Regions from separate parts of the Macaca mulatta genome. Here region 1 is linked to region 2. The links are chromatin contacts, called in public Hi-C maps. All regions are on one chromosome and are shown on one strand. Each heading gives the region's core, a stretch centred on a gene start, on an enhancer-like site or on the middle of the called end of the contact. The rest is flanking DNA. Distances are from core to core; before and after follow the strand shown. Region 1 overlaps NCOA3 (nuclear receptor coactivator 3). Region 2 holds the start of NCOA3 (nuclear receptor coactivator 3).

What was found. A called contact is a pair of places that touch in the nucleus more often than the background predicts.
Region 1: a contact with region 2 is called in a Hi-C map of CD4 T cells, with 4 times the contacts expected there. The contact joins the enhancer-like site here to the promoter of NCOA3 in region 2. A contact is called at or near these places in 5 of 14 Hi-C or Micro-C datasets (CD4 T cells, cortical neurons, fetal cortex germinal zone and 2 more).

The regions. Positions count from the first base shown.
Region 1 is chr10:100,431,800-100,435,149 of T2T-MMU8v2.0, forward strand. All of the region lies in intron 2 of NCOA3 (nuclear receptor coactivator 3), which reads left to right. Among named protein-coding and RNA genes, the nearest start is that of NCOA3, 110 kb to the left of the region's middle. Within about 2 kb of position 1,337, at least 8 of the 40 cell types and tissues checked have an H3K27ac peak or open chromatin away from gene starts, as enhancers often do. A contact at or near this core is called in CD4 T cells, where this site is marked.
Region 2 is chr10:100,317,259-100,320,652 of T2T-MMU8v2.0, forward strand. NCOA3 (nuclear receptor coactivator 3) reads left to right here and starts at 1,533. Exons shown (of 23, transcript XM_015148801.3): 1 at 1,533-1,661.

The DNA of each region.
Region 1 (3,350 bases), core at 87-2,586, 110 kb after region 2:
CTTAGCATAGGGGATACTATTTCTTTTTTCTATGTGGATGACACCCAATATGTTGAACAGTGACCACTCTTAAGATACTTGGTGAAGCAGGTTTTGGTTTTAACCAGTTTAGGTGTATGGATGCTTTTATAGAAGTTCATAATATTTTCTTGCCTCAAATATTCTCTAACAGTAATGAGATGCCCCCAGCTTCATTTACTAGACATGGATAGGCAGGTTTTGTGAAGTACAGAAAAAAAGCTCTTTAAGGTTATGGATCATGTCACGAGGTCAGGAGTTTGAGACCATCCTGGCCAACATGGTGAAACCCCATCTCTACTAAAATACAAAAAATTAGCCAGGCATGGTGGTGCACACCTGTAGTCCTAGCTACTCAGGAGGCTGAGGCAGGGGAATTCCTTGAACCCAGGAGGCAGAGATTGCGGTGAGCTGAGATTGTGCCACTGCACTCCATCCTGGGTGACAGAGCGAGACTCCGTCTCAAAAAAAAAAAAAAAAAAAAAAGTTGTGGATCATGAAACTAACATTTGAATAGCAACAAGAAAAAACAAAAATTGAATGATGTACTTCTCCTGTTTTCAGTATTTTATATTTTTACTTACTGCAGATTTCTTCCCTGAAGCAATCTTGACCTAATGGTGTAAATGTTTAGCTCCACATAAGACTGTAGCTATTTTTTAGAGAGGAATGGAGAGGGTCAAGTGTTTTATTGAGTTTCAGTTTTGATACCTTTTAACCTTTTTACTCACCCTCCAGAAAGCAAATAATGTTGAAAGCTTTTTTTATTTTTTAACTTTTTGATATATATTTTCTTATTCATTATTTGTATTGTTGTCATCAGATGAATAATGGCTTTAGAGATTTACTTGAAAAGACAAATTCTGTTATCAGACACGTAACTTCTAGGGATGTGGAAACTATTATTATTGTTACTGTTTTGAGATAGGGTCTTGCTCTGTCCCCCAGGCTAGAGTGTAGTGATCATGGTTCACTGCAGACTTGACCTCCTGGGTTCAAGTGATCCTCCCACCTGAGCTTCCTGAATAGCTGGGACCACAGGCACATGCTGCCCAGCTAATTTTGGTGTTTTTGCGGAGACAGAATTTCACTGTGTTGCCCAGGCTGGTCTCAAACTGCTGGGCTCAAGCAATCCTCTTGCCCCAGCCTCCCAAATTGCTGGGATTACAGGTGTGAGCTACTGAAACTGGCCCGGAAACATTTTTTAAAAAGGATTATTTTGAATTTAAAGTTATTTAATAATTGTTGAAGAGTAACAAGCTGTGAGGTCAGGAAAGAAAGGACTGAGCCACAGACTAAGCAGCAGTACAGATGATGACCTATGCAGGAAGTCTTGTGAGTCAGACTTGCCATGTCGTGTTGCTAGAGTTACAGATCTGCTCCAGCCTCTTTGCTTTTATAAGAAGGACATCTCTGTCTGTGTTCTACCTTCAGTATATTTTCTTTGAAAAATTAACTCAAAAGTCTTTTATTAGCTTTACATTTATTTCTACAATGGTAATTTTTGTAATATCAGTGTTGCAGGTAAGCAAACTCATTGTATCCTCTATTTTTGATATTGCTGGACAGGGCTAACTTTAGTACTATAGGGGGAAGTGTGTTATTTTGTTTTTTACTCTACAAGCACTCTGGTTTAGGAGTATTTATCTGTCTTGCTTTTGACCATGGTTACCATTCCCCCTCTTCATTGTTTACTTAGTGTACCATGGTACACTTTATGTACCATCCTTGCTGCTCTCAGCTGTTTGGTTACCCAGGTGGCTAATGTTGTCACCTCTTAAGCTTTAACATTTATTTCTCAATACTGTCTTTTCCTCTGTGAGGTAGATGGAAAGAATAGATTAGAAGAGAATGGGGCACATGCTGTGATCATCTCTCCTTTACATCTTTATTGCTTATTAATTTAATTTATATCAGATTTCATTTCTGCTCTGTGCACATACCCACTTCTCCCTCCCCACCACTCTTCTTTATCCAGTTCTTTCTCACTTACCTTAGCATGGCTAAAATCTTTGATTTTTATTTCTCTCTTTCTTCCTCTGCTGTTTATATTTTCATTATATGCCACAGGGACAAACTTAGGTATAAATACTACTTTTGATGTAGAGATATTTATGTCTGTCGAAGGAAAATTAAGCTACAAACCCCAGAGGTAAAAAGTGGTACACAATACTGGGGTTTTAAAAATCTCCTCCTTGGCCAGGCGTAGTGGCTCATGCCTGTAATCCCAGGACTTTGGGAGGCTGGGGCGGGTGGGTCACCTGAGGTCAGAAGTTCGAGACCAGCCTGGCCAATATGGCGAAACCCCGTTTCTACTAATAATACAAAAATGAGGTGAGTATACTGGTGGCTGCCTGTAATCCCAGCTACTTGGGAGGCTGAGGCAGGAGAATCGCTTGAATCTGGGAGGCGGAGGTTTTAGTGAGCCAAGATTGTGTCATTGCATTCCAGCCTGGGCGACAGAGTAAGACTCCATCTCAAAAACAAAACAAAACAAGCCCCACTCCTTCTGCTCCTCAAGACCAGGGTCTCACTCCCTTTGCCCAGGCTGGAGTGCAGTGGTGCGATCCTTGGCTCACTGAAACCTCTGCCTCCTGGGCTCAGGTGATACCCCCACCTCAGCTTCCTGAGTAGCTGGGACTACAGGTGTGCTTCACCATGCTCGGCTAAATGTTTTGTATTTTTTGTAGAGAAGGGGTTTTGCCATGTTGCGCAGGCTGGTCTTGAAGTCCCGGGTTCAAGCTGCCCTTCCATCTTGGCTTCCTAAAGTGTTGGGATTACAACTGTGAGCCACCGTGCCCAGCCAAATTACCTCTTTTTAACTCTGTAAAAGGAGAACCTTCTGTGTCTTTTAAGAAGATATGGAGTTAGTCAAAAGTATAGCTGATGGGAAGGCAAAAGAGAACTGGAGTTGGAAAAGAGAAGAGGAATGGTGGTAGTGAAAAAAAAGAGTTTGTAATAAAATAGAGTTACATACAAGTTTATACAATGGTTTAGAGCTTACAAGGTAGGAAGCAGAGACAGAAATAGTGTAATATATAAAATGTTATGGTAAAAGTATGGAAAATGCTTAGGATAAAGAAGGGAAAACTTTGTCTAATTGGGAGAGTTGGGGATGGTTTTACCAGAGGTGCAAATTAATCTTGAAGGGCAAGAATATTCTAGATGGAAAAGCGGTGTGGGAAAGATTTAAAAAAAAAAATAGTGACTTAAGGTTAAAATAAAGGAAATGTTTCAGTTACCTTTATTAAAAACTTTTAGTATAAAAATCATTTTGGTGGTTGCTGGTGGTGATTGATGAGGAAGAAGTATGACTGGTAACAGGTTGATTA
Region 2 (3,394 bases), core at 283-2,782:
TCACTGCTCCTGGCGGAAATGAGATATTTTAAATAACATAAGTAAACAGAAATATATCGTGATTTTAATGGTAATTCATGCTCTGAAAAGGAAGAAAGGAATAGGAGTAGGGAAAGCTGGGATCAGAGTGGGCGGGAAGTTAAATAGAGCAATTAGGGAAAGCCTCACTGAAGAAGTGACATTTGGACAATGACCGTGGGGAGATTAGGGAATGCGTTATTTGAATTTTCTGGGAAAATAGTGTTCTAGGCAGAGGAAATAGCAAGTCCACGATCTTTAAGGCCAGAGTGTTCTAAGCACATTGGAGAGGCCCAAGAAGTCCACTGTAGCTAAATTACAGAAGTGAGTGGAAGAGAAGAAGGTGATGAGTTTAGAGAGAGAAGGGGAGGGCAAGAGACAGGCTGTACGGGGCTTTGCAGGTTACTGCAAGAATTTTGCAGGAGGGACATAAACTGACTTGATTCTTATCAGGATCCCTCTGGCTGCTGTGTTGAGTATAGTCTCTAAGGGGAAAGAGGGAAGCAGGGAGAACACTGAGGAGGCTGCTGCAGCGGTCCAGGTGGGAAATGGTGGTGCTGACCGTGGAGGGGGTAAGTGGTCAGATTATTTTATTTTATTCACACTCAACATATCTAATACTGATTCAATATTATCTAACACACGGTCTACATTGAAATTGCCCCCCAGATTCTTTTTACATAAAAAAATCATCCTGAATCCAATCAAGTCTCACCTATTGCGTTTGGTTTTCACCTCTTTCATGCTGTCATATTTTTAAGACTCCAGGCTTGATGTTTTGTAGAATGTCCCATATTCTGAATTCGTTTATTTTTTCATGGTTAGATTAAGGTTAGCTTTGTGTGTGTGTGTATGTGGCAAGAATACGACAGAGGTAGCAATATGCTTTCCTCACTGCATCATATTAGGAGACACATAACAACAGTCCTGACCCATTTACTGGTGGTGCTAAGTTCCATCACTTGGGTAAGGGGGTGCCTGCCAGATCTCTCCATTTTAAAGCATAAATACGCTGTTCTTTATTGTAAGTCATAAATACGCTGTGGGATGATACTTCGGGACTAAATATACCGTGAATATACTGCTGCCCAACAACATTTCATCCAGCGACTTCAGCAGCTAAGGAACAGCCTCGTGGCTTCCGACCTTGTGCCTCAGTTCGCTCATCTGAAAAATGAGGATGATCATGGTCCCTAAGGGATGCTTGTTTTGAGGATCCGTGCTTGGCATACCAGAAACGCTCCACAAATGTTAGGTATTACTGGACGAAGGCAAATATGAAAAAAATTAAGGGCAGGGCTAGGGCTGCATTCCGGTTCTCCGGATCCCGAGGCAGCTCCCAGTTTCTGCTGGACGAAAGCTGCCAAACGATCCGACGTGGCCACGCCCTCCGCCGCGGAAGCCAGGGTGGGGACGCTGGAACCCTGGGCCGGCCGCGCAAGGCCCCCTGGGACCGGTAGTGCTGGGCGTGGCCTCGGGACTACATATCCCAGTGGCCCCCGCGCGGCGACTTCAGCTGCCGCCTCAGCCCCTCCACAGCGACGGCAGCGGCGGCGGCTGAGTCGGTGGCGGCGGCGGCGGCTGCGGGCTGAGCGGCGAGTTTCCGATTTAAAGCTGAGCTGCGAGGAAAATGGCGGCGGGAGGTGAGTGGAGATAAAGGAGGAGGCGGCGGCAGGCGAGGGCGTGGAGTGCGAGGCGGAGGGAAGAGGGGCGAGTTCCCCAGGATGCCAGAGCCGGCGGCTTCAGATCTGCCGAGACACTGAGGGGCGCGCCGGCCGGGGGACGCACTGAGGTAGTTTCAGGGTGTCGGGGCCGCGCCGCTTCCCCTCAGCTCGGGGGGCGGCCCGCGGCGGTCGATGGGAGACGAGGCTGGGTGGCAGCCGGCTTGAGGATCCGAGGGGGTCCCCGCGCGGAGGGGTCACCCGAGGAGTTTGCGGGGGGACTGCAGGGGCCCACTTTCCCCTTCTGTCCGTAAAGTTTTTTCTTCCTCTTGCCTCCCCCAGCCCTTTTGAAAGCTCCCCGCGTCCTCCTCCTACTGCCCCGGCTCCTTAGCAGCTATTGGGAAGCACGGGAGGGAGAAGCCGCGGGGACCCCCCCCCCCAACCCCAGCCTCCCAGCCGGGTGAGATTTGGTTGCTGTGTTTCCTCCTGCACTTGGGCATTTAAAAAATATTTTAACACGAATTGTCCGCGGAATTTTCTTGTTGGGCTCGGGTAGGTTCTTAGTTTTCTCGGTAAAAAGGCGTTTTACTACCTCTGGTGTGAAGGCTGGGAAATGGCAAGTGGGAAGTTGGTTGATTAAATTTGGGGTTTGTCTGTCTTTATTACTACTTTTTTTTGCTCCCCGTCTCTTATTTTATGAACATCGACTCAGTTCGTCATGGTTTAAATAAACTGCTTGTCTTGTACCTGCCTTAACAAAACTAGCCATGGGTCGTTGGGAGACTTAGTGGCTTCCTAGGCAGTTTGAGGGCATCTAGGGTGGGAAAGTTAACCGAGAGAGCAGCCGTGAGAGAGCGAGCATCTACCTCACTAGCAGGAGTTTGGGATTCCCAAATGGAATGACAGGGAAGCTATGAGATTCTCTCGAAGTCGAAACTTTTTTTTTCCCCCCTCCCGAATGCGAAGACTTCCTTTTTGCAGTATTTGAGCAGGGCTTCAAAACCAACCTGTTTTTGTTATTAAGCCTGTACGGTAAAGAAACAGGAAGGAGAGTACCAGCTGTCTTGCTGCAGTGGTTATAAATGGAGTTGAATGAGACGTGTGAGAGTGGTAGTAGTATTGAGTAAGATTGCTGCATCTCTTTGATTTAAATGCCTGGCCTCGGATCTGCCTGACTGATCCCTGGCTGCAAAAAAGCTTCAGTATTTGTTGCAGCAGGTTGTTGAGAAGGTGATTGGAGGAATAAAAAGCTTAGGTCTTCAGCGAATGCTGCACAAACGAAAATGTTAATGGAAACCTGTAAGTTTGTGAATTGTTTGTTCTTGGAAATATTTTAAATGTATGCTCATTAAGAATACGGTTCTACCGCATGATATCCAATTGGAAAGGTACAAACACACTGAAAAGTGAAATCTGTTTCACGCCAAACCTCCCCTTCTCAGAGGCGAAGACTGTTACTGGCTTTTAGAATATCCTTGGTCTTTGGAATAATTATTTTAAGATTTTCATTTGAAACCACTTCTGTTGGATACCAAAAGCAGGGAAATAAAATGAACAGAAGAAACAGAAAATGTGGGAATACTGTTTTTGCTCTCTTAAAAAAAATGTTGACAGCTATTGGAAAAAGCTCTTCTGAACTTACTCTTTATGTCACCTTATCTATTAATACCGTTAAAGAAATAACAATCTGTGGGGCTTTAGGATAAAGAACTCTG